Regions from separate parts of the Mus musculus genome. Here all the other regions are linked to region 2. The links are chromatin contacts, called in public Hi-C and HiChIP or PLAC-seq maps. All regions are on one chromosome and are shown on one strand. Each heading gives the region's core, a stretch centred on a gene start, on an enhancer-like site or on the middle of the called end of the contact. The rest is flanking DNA. Distances are from core to core; before and after follow the strand shown. Region 1 holds the start of Zfp566 (zinc finger protein 566). Region 2 holds the start of Sirt2 (sirtuin 2). Region 3 holds the start of Polr2i (polymerase (RNA) II (DNA directed) polypeptide I). Region 4 holds the start of Zfp74 (zinc finger protein 74). Region 5 holds the start of Sdhaf1 (succinate dehydrogenase complex assembly factor 1).

Region 1 (3,506 bases), core at 757-3,256, 1.3 Mb before region 2:
AAAGGCATGTGCCACCACTGCCTGGCTCATTATTAGTATTCTAATTTTAGGAGTCCAGTGATTCCAATCAGAATGGTCTTCTAAAACTTATGAACTGTATTGAGATAATATTAGCAATATAAAGGTTTGCAATTAACAGGCAAAAATATCTTTGGTATATAGATAATTTGTAGAATGTACATAGCCTAACATGGCCTTAAATTCCCTATGTAGCCCAAGCTGGCCTCAAGTTTCTTCTGGTCCACTTACCCCGTAGCCCAGTGCAGGGTTCCAGACATCATTATGCCAACCCAAGCTCTTTGTTGATAAGATTGTCTAAACTTGAGGTCAGAACAGAATATTGAATCTAGAAACATGAATGAATTCACGGAGCATTGGTAATTTATTGTGGCAGTATCCCAGGTCAGTGGGAAAATCGTGGATGACTGAAAAAACAGTATCAGGATAATATAATAGTGTGGGAAATTAATAGGTGGCTGATGTCATCATTGGTTTAGGAATTACAATGTCTCTGCAGAAAACAGAGAGAGACAGAGAGGCAGAGACAGAGAGAGAGACAGACAGAGAGAGAGACAGAGACACACTGAGCCTGGTATGGGCTTTTGAAACCTCAAAGCCCACCCTCCAATAATAACACACCTCCTCTAACATGGCCATATCCCCTAACCCATCCCAGGCAGTTCCATAAACTAATGACTAAGCATTCAAATGTATGAGCCTATGAGCCAGCTCATTCAAATCTCCGCACCCAGCAATCCCAAACTTCACTTCCCTCTAACATGCCTGGTTAGTATACCCGTTATCATTGGGGTAGTCTACCGGCAGCTCTCCCTCAGCTCCATTCTATTCTGGGTAACTTCATATCCTTATAAGATCTTCATGTCTTTATAGTATCTATTTCGTTAGGACTGTGGCAGCTTTGCAATTAACAGAGAAGTGAGGTAAGCCGTGTTGTCCCTATTTTCTGAAGAGAAAATCTTGATTTATACAGAGATGTAGTCTTTTAACTTCAATGTCGTTTTAAAAGATTTAATGTGAGTGCTCTGCTGCATATACATCTGTAGGCCAGAAGAGGGCATCATATCCTCTTATAGATGATTGTGAGCCACTATGTGGTGGCTGGGTATTGAACTCAGGTCCTCTGGAAGAGAAGCCAGTGCTCTTAATCGCTGAGTCATCTCTCTAGCCCCAACTTTAATGTCTTTTTCAGACCGACTGACTTGTTATCTCCTGGACTAGGTATATTTATTGGTTATGGAAATCACTTCAAAGGAAGATGCTTTCTCCAAGTGTTCCACTGTAGTTTTTAATGTAACTACCTCTCAGTAGCCAGGGATGACCCTGATCCTCCTGCTCCTCCTGCGGGCTAGCATTAGAAGCATGTGGGAATCCAAGGTGTGGTCCTGGTATCCACCCTTTCAACCTACAGGACCTGCTAATGAGTACCAAGCCAAATGCATGTCCAGAACAAGTCACACATCTGCGGAGGAGATCTGTTCCTGCACACTTCTGGGGCGGGGGGAAACTCGGCCGCTAGAGGTGGCCAAGCAAAGGCTTAGCTCTCTGAGAAATTGAGATAACTTTCCCCCTTCAATATATTTTTTTTCGTATTGCACTGAATTATATTACTAGAAGTCTCAGCCGCATGATTATGCTTACTATGCAAATCACACTCCGCCCCCTACCAGTTCTCCGCCCCTTTCCTGATGCAGTCTATCCTCTACAGATAATACCAAAAGTCCGGGAAATCAACAGATTCCTAACTTTTTTGAATGATTTTAAATGCAGTAGTGGAAGCTGATATAGGGTTCCATGTATCCTGAGGATGCGTTTCTATTTGGGGTGTCCTCCGCTCGTCCACCACACTGAGGGACCGTTAGAAGCCCCGCCCATCGGGAGCCATCTTGTCTGCCGCGTTCCCTCGGACTGACTACATTTCCCAGAGGGCTCCCTGGCTTCTCGCGGGAAGATCACGCGCCTGGCGTGACTTCAGAGCTTTGCTGGCAAGAGGGGAGGTGCACTGAAGGATTGCAGGGCTTTGGCAGCTTGCAAGGAAGGCCTTTGGTGCGGAACCCGGGAGGAGGCGGGGCGAACGCCGAGGCTGGGCTTTGTGCGGCAGAGGAGTCGGAATTGTGCGGCTAATTTGTGAACAGTGATCGCGGCGCTAAGGGGCTGGACTGGTGATGAGCATCAGTTTCTGCTAACACCGTGGCGGCCACCACCCCTTGGTGAGTGGGAGGGAGCGAGCTGGGGACACGTGCGGCATTGTGTGTGGATGTGGAGAGCTGCTGACTGGGTGAGTGTTCTGTCTCTGTAGGGGCGTGCGACTGTGTGATGTTGTGACCACGTGCAGCACAGTGCAGGCGCAGATACCTGTGGATTCTGTGTGGTAAAAGTGAAGTTGTGCTTAAGTTACTTTTTGAGCCCCTAGTAGGTAGTCCTGTCTTCTCGTAGGTAGGTTTCCGATAGCCGAGTGTCTCTGTTGTGGGTCTGTGTGTGGGTTGTGAGTGTGAAGTTTTGAATGTGTATCTTGCGTGCATTCTTCTTTAGCCTTTGCTCATTTTAGAGGTTCATTTGTGAGCTATCATGCTTTTCTTTGTCTTTTACTTTGTTTATTTGGACAGCTGTGTAGGACTTCCCCGTGTTAAGTGGGATAGCGGCTTAACTGAGTCTTTGTGCTGTTTGATATTTCAGGATCTGAAGCATTTATACATCTCGACTATTAAGGGTAGCCATATGAGTATTTCCAACTGTTTTTAATGTTTACTTTTAAAAATTCACTTTACATCCTAATCTCAGCCACCCTCCTTCCTCGCTTCCCAGTCCTACCCTTACAAATCCCTCCCTCCATCTCCCCCTTACCTTGTCCTCTGGGCAGGAGAGTCCCTCTGGGTACCACCCCTCCCTGGGGCACCTAGTCCCAGCAGGTCTAGGAAGCACAATCAGGCAGTCGAAGTAGGGGGTGATCCAATGACAGGGAACAGAGATGGAGACAACCCCCGCTCCACTTCTTAGGGGGACCCACATAAACACCAAGCTCACACTTGCTACAAACGTGTAGGCGTGGGGTGGGGAGTGTGCTTAGGTCCAGCTCTTCCATGCTCCCTGGTTGGTGACCCAGGCTCTGTGAACCTCCATGCTCCCAGGTCAGTTGACTCTGGGTCTTCTTGTGGTATCCTTGACCCCTCTGGCTTGCTCACTTCTATCCCATACTCTTCCACAAGACTCCCCAAGCTCCACCTGATGAGTGTGGCTCTCTGCATCTGCCTCCATCCACTGCTGGGTGAAGTCTCTCAGGAGACAGTTATGCTAGGCTGCTGTCTGCAAGCACAAGAGTATCATTAGTAGAGTTAATTAGTTTCTCTCACATGGGATGGGTCTCAAGTTGGGGCAGTCATTGGATGACTGTTCCCTCAGTCTCTGCTCCATATTTATCCCTGCACTTTCTATAAACAAGACAAATTTTGTGTTGAAGATTTTTGGAGTGGATTGATGTCCCGTCCCCC
Region 2 (3,334 bases), core at 363-2,862:
CTCCGATCTCATTTAAGAAAATCCCTTATCACTTCACTTATACGACACTGTGACTATATCTTGGTCTTGTTCCTAGATCAGCTTGTGGGTTCCACCAGGGGAGAGTTTGGCTAGAATCTTCTATAATCTCTGACCCACAGAGTTTGCCCGGTACTCCAGGGGTATGCTCTCTCCCTTCCTCCCTCCTTTTTTGAGACTGGGTCTCACCATATGGCCCAAGCTGCCTCTCCTTTCTCCATCCTCCTACCTCACTTCCCCCCTCCCCTGCCCCCCCCCATGTGCTGGCATTACAGGGGGCTGGCACCACACCCAGCTTCGATACTTTTATAACGTGCCCTATAGGGTCCTTTCCCCCACCTCATAGGATCTGAGTTTGCGGATTGAACTGGAAAACCGTCTCTTTCAGGTCCAGCACAAATGAGGTTCAGAAGGGGCTGAGGATGGGATGGGCAACAGTAGGAAACGAGGACGATATGGAAGGGAACCAGGGGTTGAGGCTATACATTTTCCTTGACAGTCCCAAGAAGCCACCATTCTCCCAGGAGATTGTACTAATCCCCAGATGGGCTTGGGGATCAGGGCCATAAGCCAAGGGCCCTTGGGTAAAAGCCTTCCCTTGCCACCTCCCCCCAGTGCGGCACGTGGAACCAAGTCTCTCCTTCCCTCCACCCCTTCCCCATCTCACCTGAGCCTCCTGCACCTTCCCTGCCTGGGTCTCCAGAGGGTCAGAGGCTGGGGAGGAGGGGAGCAGACGTGGTTACAGTGCGGGGAAAGAGTTAAGCAGAAGGGCTCACAATGGTGGAGGACAAGAGGACCCACCAACCTAATTATTTCAGAGTCAGGGATGGTAGTAAAACTATCGGAGATGGGAAAAGGCATATTTTAGAGTGGAGGTATGTGTGACGTGAAAAGGCTGAGGAGGGGAATCTTTAGGAGGAGAAAGCAGGCGAGACTGGACTGAAGGAAGGTTTCAGAGTTAAGCAGGATATGGTAGCATGTGCGAGTCGAGAGAATGAGGGAGGGCTAAGTTTTTCAAGAGACGTAAGTAGGGATACTTCTGCTGAGAGTTGAGTGTGGGAGAGGAGATGCAGTGAAGGTAGGAGGTTTAGGAGAGGCACAAGAACTGAAGGAATGAGATAGTAAGGGGCCACAGGGGTCCCCGGAACCCATCCTACAGTTGCCCTTAACAACAGACAACCTTAGCAACCGGGATAGTGGTAACTTTGGTCCTTAGCAACGAGGGTCCTCAGCAGCCAAAGTACGAGAAATGCGATCATTAAGAACTTGACAATCGGACCCTTACATTTCACAATCCAGAAACCAACCAACCTAGTAATACGGACCACTTAGCAACACCCCTCCGAATCCCACTCCCTTCAGGTAGATCCTGTCTCCCGCCCCACCGAGCCTACCCTCGGGCCCCGGGGCCTGCAGCCCAAAGCCAGGCCCCGGCGCGGCCCGACCCTCCCACCCTCCCAACAGGGCCCCTAACTCACGGTCCGGCTCGGCCATGGGAACGGGGTGGGGGCCCTCGGGACTGTCACCGACTGCTCTGTCCCGTGACGGCAGCGGAAACAAGAAGAGGCCGAGATAGGATAGAGAACTACAACTCCCGGCAGGCAATGCGATCCCCATAACCGCTTTCGTACAATGTGCCTCTCATGTTATCAAACTACAAATCCCAAAAAGCCTGGCGCCGGCGGCCATATTGATAAAGGGCGTCTGGAAAATGTGGGGAAACTCAGCGAGCGAATGTCCACCTCATTTTTCTGATTGGCTGTGGTGCAGTACAGGGGCGGGGTGTAGCTATTTAAAACATTTTGATTGGGTATATGAGGGGGCGTGTTGGGGAATTCCCGATAGGGCGGAAGCACTGGAGCTCATCGCAGAGCCCAGCGACAGGCAGGCGACCACAGGGGGCCACCCGAGGTGGCTGGGGCCATGGCCGGGGTCGCGTGCTTGGGGAAAACTGCGGATGCCGATGAATGGTGCGACAGCGGCCTGGGCTCTCTAGGTCCCGACGCAGCGGCTCCCGGAGGACCAGGTCTGGGCGCAGAGCTTGGCCCAGAGCTGTCGTGGGCGCCCTTAGTCTTTGGCTACGTCACTGAGGATGGGGACACGTGAGTAAACCTTAAATTACTAGACTGAGCCCTGGGATCTTACCTGAGTCCCCTTTAGCCTACGATTCCTGTGACTTCGTATCGTCTCGTTCCTAACTCTTGATTTCCGATGCTGGACTTCCTGGCCCTTAACCCCCAAACACTAAATTGTGAGACTGGTACGCTTTCACACAGTCAAGTGTCTCACCTTTTTTGAACTCTATAAATTTGAGCTCCTGATCCCCAAATCGGATCTGAACCTTTCCGACCACTCTAGTTCCCACATCTTCTTACCTCTTACTTCCAGATGTAGTCTTTGGTCTTTGGCTATTCTTGTATAAGCCAGATTTTGATTTCAAAACTAGTTCTTGGCCCTGAGTCTCTGAAGCTGACACGTCCAGTATTGACCCTGCAGTTAAGAAATTGAGCTGGTGGGTGTCATGGCTCTCACAGCACTTGGAAGGCAAAGGCAGGTGGATCTCTGTGAATTTGAGGCCACCTGATTGAGTTCCCTGCCAGCCAGAGCTACATAAGATGTAGAAACTCTATTCTATGAGGCTAGATTCATCTGTTAGCCAAATGCTTCTCCCAAACTACCACCTTCCAATCCCTGGTTTTAGTTTAGCTGAGTGTGATGGTACACACTTGTCATTCTGGCACTCGAGGGGCTGAGGCAGGAGGATCACTAGTCCGAGGACAGCCTGGAAGGACCCAGTATCAAAAAGGAGGGAAGAGGAAAAGGAGGAGAGGGTGACTGAAAAAAGGTTAAAGAGTAGGAAATGTTGATTAGTAGATAAGCTGGGGAGAAGGGATGGTTGTGGTGACGGCGTGCATTAAGGGATTGTACCCGGGATTTTCTTGTCCTTTGTGCTTATTGCGTATGCCCAGTGACTCAGTGCCTGACCCATGAGGGGAACCCAACAAACACTCATCTTAAAGAGCCAGGAGTAGTTGCCTTAGTTTTCACTTTCTACTTTGTTGGTTCCTGTTCCTTTATTATTTCCCTCTGGTTACTTTGGGTCTGGTTTTTGTGCTTTCTTTATCCTCCCCCTTCCTTTCTCGATTGTTTGTGTTTGACGGTCTCATGTAGCCCAGGCTAGCCTTGAGGTTACTTTGTAGCTGAGGATAGCTTTGAACATTTCATTCTCCTGCTTTCAGCTCCCAAGTGGGTATCACTACATCCCGCCTGGGGAGTGTGTGTGTGTGTGTGTGTGTGTGGACTAGAGGGCAACCTT
Region 3 (3,245 bases), core at 489-2,988, 1.5 Mb before region 2:
GGAGGAGACACATGGCCTGGCTCCTGTTGCCTTAAGCAGAAGTAGCAGATGGCTAGTGGACCACAAACATAAGTGTCTGCCTAGCTAGGAATAAAGATAGGGAGTGGCAAGGCCAGAAGCCTACGCTCCAAGGCCGCCATCGCCCTCTCTGCTCATCTTAACAGGAATACGGCCATTCCGCTGCGGAGCCTGTGGGAAAGCTTTCACCCAGCGCTGTTCCCTGGAAGCTCACCTTGCCAAGGTGCACGGGCAGCCAGCCAGCTACGCTTACCGGGAGCGCAGGGAGAAGCTGCACGTGTGTGAAGACTGTGGCTTCACCAGCTCTCGGCCGGATGCTTATGCGCAGCACCGCACCCTACACCGCACGACCTGATAAGACTGGCTGCTCCCTACCCACGAGAGAAATAAACACGGGAAACACTAGTGTAGAAACTGGCATTTATTACAGGTGGAAGAAGGAACGATCACTCAGTCCAGCGGTGGCCGCAGTGTGGGGCAGTGCAAACATAGTACAGGCGCATGGCGTCCTAGCAATAAGAACGTTCAGTCAGGGTCTGGACCCAGAGGATAGTGTGAGGACCAAAAGAAACGATCAAAGAAACTTTCCCAATCTTGATTTGAGTAAACAGGATCAACCCAAAACTGGCGTGTCCCCCCCACCCCTACCCCCCCAAGCACCCAGCCGCCACTCACCTCAGCTCGGGCACTGTGTGACTGAAAGAACACTGCCTCCTTGTGGCCACACCTGAGGGAATGGTTCAGTTACTAAACCGCGAAAGACCTCTCTGTGCACAGCCACTCCTCTTTCCCTATGCCAGCTGCGTACTCACTTCTGGCACGGGTGGTCCTCCGTCCGGGGCAACGTGGGGTCCTGGGACACGTCTGCGATGATCTGGGTCAGCTCGCTGCAGGCATAGGGAAGTAATTAGCGGTCAGGCCGGGTGTCCTAAGAGGTGACCCGTGCCCCAAGCGAGGTCCCGCCACTCACTCCACTTCGTGCGTGATTTTGTTGACGTAGATGCAGCTGTTGTCGGCTTCCTGCTGGTAATCGCAATTCCGGCACTGCAGACGGGAGAGCATGTGGGAGGAGTGTCACAAACAGATCAGATCTCCAACAAGACTGGACAGGAAGGCAGGGTGTTCCCAAGGAGGGCATGGACAACATGGGAGAGAGGGTGTGCTGAGGGGTAGTCAAGAGGCGAAAGCGTGGGGGAGCCAGCAGGGAGCGCGCAGGGAAGGCGTGAACCCGCGGGCGAGAGGGTTGCCGGTACTCACCGCGTACAGCAGAATGCGATTTTCCTTGTCCTCCTTGGGGTACAGCATGTTATTACTGTGGGGAGGGGAGGTCAGAGGTCAGCCCTGGAGCCAGTCCTCACTGCCTTCCCACACCTACTGCCCGGGCCTCACCATTCCTGGCAGAACCGAATACCCACGAAGCCAGGCTCGTACGTCCCGTCGGGTTCCATAGCGACTGGGCTGCTGAGCCTTCTGCGCTTGCGCGGGCGCGCTACGGAACGCGGGAAGGGTCGCACACCGAAGCTGCACCAAACTAGGGCGATGCTGCGCGCATGCGCGGGTTCCTTATTTTTTTATTTTTTTTATTTTTTTTTTTATGGATGTCTGGCTGACGGCTTGCGTCGATCCTTTGATACCCTCTGCTACTCACTCCCGATTTCGGAACCTGCTTCCCAACTCCGAGTGGAATGGATCTAGGACAAGGGCTGGGACTATGATGCGCGATGTCATCCGCAAGGCGCTGAGCGTGAACGAGAGAATCCGCTGCTCTCTTCTTGGCCCAAGGCCAGTGCACATGCGCCGAACTTACACTCGGCGGACCGGGACAACTCCAGCCATTCTTCCCGGCTTCGGCCTCCTCCCGCCCTCCTCTCCTGCTTCCCGTGCACGGAAGGCCTCTCGGGATTGGTTGGACGTACCCGAGAATCCGCCTGTCCGTGGAGAAAGAACAGCAGCGATTGGCTGGCCATGTTAGGTGGAGAACTTGCATTGGTCAGCTCCAGAACAAGGGGCGGGACCTATATCCCAGAAGCAGCGGCGGCCACTGCGGAGCCGGTGTGAGACGGCTGAACCGCACCGCGGGCCACTCCGGGGCGCAGCGAGATGGAGGTGACGGGGATATCGGCGCCCACCGTGATGGTTTTCATCAGCAGCTCCCTCAACAGCTTCCGTTCGGAGAAGCGATACAGTCGTAGCCTCACCATCGCAGAGTTCAAGGTGTGGCCGTGGGGGCGGGGTCCGGAGGGGCGGGGCAAAGAAAAGGGAGTAGGGGGCTGAAAACTAGTGGGCGAACCTGGAGGGAAGGTTGCAGAGACTGACAGCCAGCCTCCCAGGCCTGGGAGCCCCGGAGAACAGAGTCCACCGAGTAGGGGCAGGACCCGGGAAAAATCAGACACTCCAGAGAGCCGAGGGGGCGGGTCCAGAAGGAACTGGTCCAAGGTGGGTCTTTTTGGAACTTGTTTGTTGATCAAAGTCTGAAGATGAGGCCTCTGACAGCCTTTCTCCTCATCTTGCCTCTTTACTGCAGTGTAAACTGGAGCTGGTGGTGGGCAGCCCTGCTTCCTGCATGGAACTGGAGCTATATGGAGCAGACGACAAGTTCTACAGCAAGTTGGATCAGGAGGATGCACTGCTGGGCTCCTATCCTGTGGATGACGGCTGTCGCATCCATGTGAGGACACCCTTTCCCGGGACCCGCCCCACATTCATTCACTAATTTATTTCTTCAACAAATACCATGTTTTGCCCAGTGTGATAACCAGTATAGGCTCTAGCCACATGGAAGCCCCAGTTCAGCCTGGTCAGAAGCAGACATTCAGTAGACAGTGACAAACCAGAGTTGTCTGAACTGGCTTAGGGGGAGGGAGCTCACGGGAAATTCATCAGAGGTACCAGGCTTTACCTGGGGATATCTGAAGAGGCTTCCTTGAGGAATGGGTATTTGAGCTGATATCTAGAGAATGTTCCATGGAGAGGACAAAAGTATAACACTGTAAAGAACTGAGGTGAGCCATCAAGTTCTGGCCCGATTGAGAGCAGCAAGAACACAGAAGGCCTCTGTGTGTATCAGCTCACATCATTCTGCCCTCAGCCTCTCCCCACCTTCCCTACTCATTCCCTCCCTGCTAAACTCTGTCCATTCCTTTTTCCAAATCTTTACTGAAGGTGTCATCCACCACCGTGGCCTATGGTGGGCCCAACACACCTGTAATCTCAGCATTCAGGAGGAG
Region 4 (3,414 bases), core at 349-2,848, 1.2 Mb before region 2:
AAACACATAGTATTTTTCTTCAGGAAAAATTTCAAGATTTTGAGAATAATACCTAACTCTCTGAGTGTGTATGTATGTACACAATTCTTGGAGTGTAACAGTGGAAAACATGATTTGCTGGGTTAGGCAAACATTTCTGGAGTCATGTGTGCTTGATTGTGTTCACAGTATATATGATATTTGTGATGTTTAAATGTGCTGTGGTAGATTTGTGGAGAGTGTCAGATTGAGTCGGACAAACGTTGAAGGGTTAGAATCATGGATATGTGTTTGTGTATGGAATTCTCTGTGGTGTCTGATTAGGAACCAACACTGTATGGGAGAAGCTATCTGTGGTGCTGGGATAGACAGAAAATAAAAGTTAGGATGGGGGTGGGCCTGTCAAACAGAAGCTGGGCGATTTATCTGAGCTTGAGGCCAGTTTGGGCTACATGTCAAGCGATGGCAAATTCAAGAAGTTTATTTGACAGCAACAATATTATGAAAGGAAAAGAGAAACAAACTATTGCTTAGAGTTCTATATTCTGTGTGAAATAAAATAATGTTGCTTAAATACTATGATAAAGGAACTATGTACACTATACTATCTATCTAAAGCAGGGGCTGAGAGACAGATTAGGCATCAAGAGTACTTGTTGCTCTTGAAGAGGACCCATGTTTCATTCCCAGAACTCTCAGGGAGTGGTTCACAAGCACAGGCCACTCCAGTTTCGGGGAATCGGATGCCCCCTTCTGGTCTCTCTGTGTATTGCATGCATGAACTGCAGACAAAATACTCAAAACACGTCAAGTAGAAATAAATAAACCTTTAAAACAAACAAACAAACAACAACAACAACAAAAAACCCTTGTTCACTAAAGAGTATTATCAGGACAATAAAAGGACAAATTACTCCTACAGCAAGGGTGGAAAGTATTTGTAAAAACGTATATCTAATAACGTCCCCCTCCCCAGTGGTGATTGTTTTGTTTTGATGGAGAGAGAACGGCTAACTGGTACAAGGGTCTAGTTGACTAGTAAATGGCTCCGTTTCCTTAGGATCTAGTTAGTATGTAGACATTGCTCAGCAATGGTGTTTACAATCCTACGTTAACAGTCCAGTAACACTGTCGGTCAGAACAAGGAGTCTACGAAGTATAGACAAAAGCATGTTTCTGACAAAATTGGAAGATAGCAATGAAACGCTGCAAGAGAACACCCAGCCATGATTACAAAAGTGGTTGCAAATTCACACAGTTTTAAATGTCACTGAACTTCAAGGTCTCTTAACTCTATAAACTCCACACCCTGACCCCATAGTCTAGTTCTCACACACACGTATTCACGTAACTCCTCCTTCTGCCTGCTACCAAGAGTTTGTGACTCCGGAGGACCATCCCCATCATAAAGAGGTAGACAATCTCGGGAGAGAGCCCTGATCCAAGGGAACTAAACAAACTCAGCCGTGCTCTCTTCCTGGCTCAGACTCCCTAACCCTGAAAGTCTCATAGCCGAGGGCCAGTTTTTCATTTGGGTGAGCACAGGTCTCGGGCCGCGAAGGGCTCTGGGAAATGTAGTTCAAAGCAAGAACGCAAGGGATCCTTTCGGATTCTTCTCAGTTGCAAGTTGCACCCCCAGGCTGTGAATGCCAGGCCGCGGGGTAGCCGCTGCTACAAAACCCGCCCAGGCTCAAGCCGGTCCCCCTGCCGCAGCGCCGCGCCCTTACCCGAGCCTTGGCCACTCTCCTGACTCGCACGCCGAAGGCCAGACCCGCCCGGCGAGCCGCGCGGCCCTCTGGGAAGTGCTACCCTGCGCCTAGCGGACCCAGGTTTGTGGGTCTTCTTTCCCAGCCTAGCAGCACCAGGCCGTAGCCCGGAGGCTGTGAGCCTTGGGCGGCGTCGGGTTGGGGGATCGAGACCCGTGGCCCGGCTCAGCGTTGAGTCCCGGAAGCCGTGAGCTGGAGGCCAGGACTCTTTGTGCTGGGTGGAAGCCAGGGCCCTGTAGAGCGGTCGCGGGTGTGGGTAGAGGACGGGATGCCTGCGGTTTGCAGCAGCCGTGATGTGACTATAATTTGCTCGTTATCCTTTATGTGCCTTTACGAACGTGGGTGCACATGTGATGGCTGAGATAATGAATGAATGCATTAATGAAAAACTCTGTGGGTGGAAGTTAGGCGGGTAGGATTGTGTGGAGATGTGTGAAGACCGCGTTTGAACGAGTGCTACCTTTAGCCGTTTATAATAATTGAAAATATTTTTATATGAAGCATCAGTATCTCCAGGACTTGACTATTTTCCTGTATTGACAAACTGTCTTGTGTACATGACAGGCGAAATTCATTTGCCTTGCAGCCCAACTCCATTTCCCAAATAGCAAGATACAGAAAAGCCCAAAGACTAAAAATTATTTATTTCTCCTAGTCAGTCATGCAGCTCCTGACAAATTGACTTCTTTACACTCGTGAGCATGAACGCGTACATTTATGTGCTCATATAAAGAGCATGGCCTCTTAAAAGAGCAGTAACGGGCTGGAGAAATGGCTCAGTGGTTAAGAGCACCGGCTGCTCTTCCAGAGGTCCTGAGTTCAATTCCCAGCAACCACATGGTGGCTCATAACCATCTCTAATAGGATCTGATGCCCTCTTCTGGTGTGTCTGAAGATGGCTACAGTGTACTCACATAAAATAAACAAATCTAAAAAAAAGAAAAAAAAAGAGCAGTAACATCATATATACAGTTCTGTAACTTACGGCTCTTATTTAACCATTGATGTTGTTAACATATTGACATCAACAATTACACATTTCAAGTGTATACCATTTAAACACACACACACAACACACACACACACATATATATATCCTGATTAATTTCTGTTTTCAACCTCTTGAAGTTATAAACCAAGTTCATGCAGAACTGTTTGGCAATGCTGTAATGTACCCCATTTCCTCCCTCATACCTCCTCTTGTTTCCTCCCTCTCTTCGGGTGGCTTTTAGAAGTGGAGTTGATATGTTAACAAGCATATCCTTATTAAAATCTTCCAAAATCTAAATAATTATACCCAATGTAAAGTTCTAACATCCTACAATATTACTGAAATAATCAATGCATCAGTATTTCAGTAATATTGGAATAGAGATATACCCTGGATAGCAATGAATACTGTAAGTAACAGAATCTTTACCTTCATAGTTATAAAATAAAATTTAGGTTGCAATGAGAGACCAAACCTTTTGGGTTCAGACTCCGTCTCCTCTTAGAGAACCTGACCTAAGGTGGAACTTAAAGTTAGCTAACAGGCCAATAGCTAGCATCAGTTTCCAGGCTACACCCCAACAAGACCTGTGCCTACCAGTTTCCAGGTTACCCCCCAACAAAACCTGCTTCTGGCACCAGATCTGCACCTCCAGGTTACAAGCCTGACCCTGACACT
Region 5 (3,352 bases), core at 439-2,938, 1.6 Mb before region 2:
GGAGCCTGAGAATCAAGAGGATTCAGTAAGAGGAGCAAGCTGAAAGAAGACATATCTGCACTGGTGTGGCCATCATACAGTTGACAGCACTGACCACTTCAGAATCTTTTTGCTGTTTTTGTTTTGAGGGAAGAGTATGGCTATGTATCCAGACTGGAATAACAGGTACAGCACCACAAGCTGGTTTTATTCAATGTCGGATCAAACCCAGGGTTTCATAAATGCTAAGCAAGCAAGCACTCTGGAATGGAAGATACATCTCTGGCCCTGTACAGCATAAATCATAGAAAACAAACAATTAAACATTAAAGTATGTAGAGTTGTTCCTGGCATAAAGTAAGAGTTCAGCAAACAACTTAGATGGAAAAATAATAAGACGGGGTTTGGGAGTTTGGGGGAGGGGTTGTTTTGTTTTGTGTTTCAAGACAGGGTTTTCCTGGCTGTCCTTGAACTCACTCTGTAGACCAGGCTAGCCTTGAACTCAGAGATGTCTGCCTCTGCCTCCCAGGTGTTGGGATTAAATGTCTGCACCACCAGGTAAAACAGATTATTATTAAGACATAGATAAGAAAGATGAGACAGATTCATTTAAGTTGTTTACTGAACATTGACTAAAACTCCAATCCCCTAAATTCCCTCCAGCTCACTAGCTTCCCTCCCCCAGATACTTACTCATTCCCACTATCCTGATATTCACACTGTTCTCTCTACACTCTCTCCTCCTTCTGTTTTCTCTGTTCACTATCTCCTGCTATTACGTTTTAAACCTGACAATAGTTCTGCTATACTGCCTCAACCTTCATTTTGTAGCTCATGACCTTAGTCTGACCTAATGTTCTTTGACTATAACATCATGTTGCTGTATGGAGCCTCGAGACCTATGGAAATTCCCTAGACTTCCTGCCTCTAGACCCAGCCAATCAGCTTAAAGGTCATACAGTACGGCTTTGTCTAGATAGCCAAATGCACCTGTTCGTGGGTTTTCCCATATAAAAACTGGCCCTGAAAACTGGCTAGGGTGTGCATCCCTGATTAATCAGTGTTGATATGTGTGTTCAGTAAACCGTTCCGATACCCTACTGACATTGGTGTCTCCCAGTGGTTTGTGTGGCTAATCCTTAACTTCAACAATATTCTCTCCCCTCTCGCAGACAGCCCTGGCTATGCAGTCTACTTCCTCTCTATTTTGGACTCTTCTAGATGCCTCTGGCTGTCCTCTCTCTCATATCTACAAACAAACAAAAAGTTTTCGCTTGGCCGTACCACGGAGCGGTCATGTCGTCAGTTTATGCACGTTCCAGCCCCCAAAATAGTAAAGATCTTTTTAAAAACTGCTCATCCCTTCCCAATATCCCTCTGCCTTCTGGTGAGCCCCGGGTTCGATCCCTTCGCTCTCAATCTTCCGAGGGCTCAGAACTATCTCCTCCTACACTCTTTCCAGAGTCTAACCGCTTAGGCCCTTCCCCATGCTTCCACTCAAGTTCAGAAATATCCAGGACTGTAAGGCACTCAAAAACTACTCTTTAGAGTGGCCCGGAGCACCAGAGACTCCGCCCACTTCCAGAGCCAGCCAAGATGTACTGCAGTACTGGCCAATCAGATGCGGCAGCGCCGGTGAGCAGGAGGCGGGACTTCTGGCAGACGTGCCAGTAGCCCTGCCCGTTAGCTTCTCAGCACTGTGTGTCGGGGCGGTCCTTCCGGCCAGTGTGGGGCCTCACCGCGACGCCGCGGTCATGAGCCGGCCCAGCCGGTTGCAGAGGCAAGTTCTGAGCCTGTACCGCGAGCTGCTGCGCGCCGGGCGCGGGACGCCGGGCGCCGAGGCGCGGGTGCGGGCCGAGTTCCGGCAGCACGCCAGCCTTCCGCGAACCGACGTGCTGCGTATCGAGTATCTGTATCGCCGGGGTCGGCGCCAGCTACAGCTGCTGCGTTCGGGCCACGCCACGGCCATGGGTACCTTCGTGCGCCCGCGGGGTCCGGCTGAAGAGCCCGGCGACGCGACAGCCCCGGGGACCAGGCTGGATGATGGTGGTGCCCCAAAGAATTCTTGTGAAGATACAGGGGCGCGGGAGACGCGATCCGATGGACGGTGACAGACAGACCTAGAGGAAGGTTCCTTCTGACAGTTTGGGGAGGATCGTGAACTCATCTAAATGGAAGCTGAGATGTCTTGAGAGATAACCGAATTTTCCCGATGCATAGTGAGAGATCAGACACTCCCTCACCAAGGAGGTTCCGGGCATTCTGTGGCACTGGCGGACTGCATAAGACATGCTGTGATACACCAACCCAAAGTCAAAGAGAGAGCACAGGCGCACTTTCTCCTCCCATCGGGGCCGTGGCACCTCTTGACAGACAGCTCTCTTGACTTCTTAAGAACACACCCACCTCCTCACTCCCCGCCCCTTGCTGTTTTTAACGTGGAGAAGACAGACTTTTTGCCGCGCTCGTTTAATAGAATACCCTGATGAACCGTGAGAAACTTGGCAGTCTGACTCGTTGTGAAGAACCGGGTTCATGAGGGAGATTACACTAGCTCATCTCAGCTGATGAGCCTGAGACTCTTGGAGAATCCCTAGTCCCTACTCCTGTTAGTCCTCAGGATTCTTGCATAAAGGAAATAAAAGTGAGGTGTGCTCACTTCCTTGTTGTCTTAACAATCTTGTTGATTCTTTTATTAGGGGTCTTTGCTTTTTCTTTTGAGACAGAGTCTTGTTATATAATATAGCCTAGGCTGGTCTCAGCATTCACCTCCTTCAGACTCAGCCTTCTAAACTCTGAGATTATAGGCATGTACGGCCATGCCAAGGTTGAAGAGGCAGGTGGGAGCAAAGGGGACCCAGCTAAGGCTTGGTGTGTGACAGAAAAAGATTCTGTGACACTTTTTACATAAGACTTTGACCTCACTTGCGTAACCCCATCACAGGAGGCTAGCTCTCTGCTCATCTCTCAGCTTCAGTTTTATTTAGCAAGGTGATCCTGGTTGCTTTAGTTTTTGTTCTTTTTAAGACATGGACTCACTTAACCCAGGCAGGCCTCAAACTGGTCATGTAAGGGATAATGGCCTGCAACTCCTCCCTTCTCCTCCAGATCACAGGCATGTTCTACCACAACATATGTTTGTTGTTTGTTCTGTTTGTGGCCTTGTGCTTGCCAAGCAAGTGCAATAACCACAAGGATTCACCTGCAGCCCCGAGGTGACCCTGTTAATCATGGTGCCATCTCAACTCCAGAGTTATGGAAGTAACTACAGAAGACCTACTGAACCTGTGCCCTTTACATACCCCAGCCTCCGTCTCTTCCTGGCTCCAGGGGCCTGAGCTACATAGAGTGACCTTGTCTCAAACAAAAAAAG

The links. Hi-C and Micro-C count contacts between places; a contact is called where the count stands out from the background. HiChIP or PLAC-seq counts read pairs in DNA pulled down with a chosen protein or histone mark.
Region 1: a contact with region 2 is called in an H3K27ac HiChIP or PLAC-seq map of microglia, with 5 times the contacts expected there. The contact joins the promoter of Zfp566 here to the promoter of Sirt2 in region 2. A contact is called at or near these places in 1 of 39 promoter capture datasets (pre-B cells), 3 of 484 Hi-C or Micro-C datasets (B cells, CD4 T cells and erythroblasts) and 2 of 115 datasets of contacts at active chromatin or transcription factors (astrocytes and microglia).
Region 3: an H3K27ac HiChIP or PLAC-seq map of bone marrow-derived dendritic cells shows a contact between it and region 2, with 10 times the contacts expected there. The contact joins the promoter of Polr2i here to the promoter of Sirt2 in region 2. A contact is called at or near these places in 5 of 39 promoter capture datasets (cranial neural crest, frontonasal cranial neural crest, hippocampal neurons and 2 more) and 1 of 115 datasets of contacts at active chromatin or transcription factors (bone marrow-derived dendritic cells).
Region 4: a contact with region 2 is called in a Hi-C map of B cells, with 7 read pairs. The contact joins the promoter of Zfp74 here to the promoter of Sirt2 in region 2. A contact is called at or near these places in 1 of 39 promoter capture datasets (neural stem cells), 1 of 484 Hi-C or Micro-C datasets (B cells) and 2 of 115 datasets of contacts at active chromatin or transcription factors (astrocytes and embryonic forebrain).
Region 5: a contact with region 2 is called in a Hi-C map of B cells, with 7 read pairs. The contact joins the promoter of Sdhaf1 here to the promoter of Sirt2 in region 2.

Annotation. Positions count from the first base shown.
Region 1 is chr7:30,089,010-30,092,515 of GRCm38.p6, reverse strand. Zfp566 (zinc finger protein 566) reads left to right here and starts at 2,006. Exons shown (of 4, transcript NM_152814.2): 1 at 2,006-2,228.
Region 2 is chr7:28,765,030-28,768,363 of GRCm38.p6, reverse strand. Sirt2 (sirtuin 2) reads right to left here and starts at 1,612. Exons shown (of 16, transcript NM_022432.4): 1 at 1,497-1,612; 2 at 686-732. The coding sequence starts at 1,512. Nfkbib (nuclear factor of kappa light polypeptide gene enhancer in B cells inhibitor, beta) reads left to right here and starts at 1,720. Exons shown (of 6, transcript NM_001306222.1): 1 at 1,720-2,120. The coding sequence starts at 1,942.
Region 3 is chr7:30,230,567-30,233,811 of GRCm38.p6, reverse strand. It overlaps Polr2i (polymerase (RNA) II (DNA directed) polypeptide I), which reads right to left and starts at 1,738. Exons shown (of 6, transcript NM_027259.1): 1 at 1,408-1,738; 2 at 1,276-1,330; 3 at 989-1,062; 4 at 831-905; 5 at 694-745; 6 at 425-527. The coding sequence starts at 1,466. The coding sequence ends at 465. Tbcb (tubulin folding cofactor B) reads left to right here and starts at 1,615. Exons shown (of 6, transcript NM_025548.4): 1 at 1,615-2,232; 2 at 2,543-2,686. The coding sequence starts at 2,119. It overlaps Ovol3 (ovo like zinc finger 3), which reads left to right. Exons shown (of 4, transcript NM_001289817.1): 4 at 165-515. The coding sequence ends at 373.
Region 4 is chr7:29,952,249-29,955,662 of GRCm38.p6, reverse strand. Zfp74 (zinc finger protein 74) reads left to right here and starts at 1,598. Exons shown (of 6, transcript NM_178384.4): 1 at 1,598-1,808. C230062I16Rik (a long non-coding RNA gene) reads right to left here. Exons shown (of 4, transcript XR_003946630.1): 1 at 1,707-3,414.
Region 5 is chr7:30,320,711-30,324,062 of GRCm38.p6, reverse strand. Sdhaf1 (succinate dehydrogenase complex assembly factor 1) reads left to right here and starts at 1,688. Exons shown (of 1, transcript NM_001033140.3): 1 at 1,688-2,654. The coding sequence starts at 1,734. The coding sequence ends at 2,090.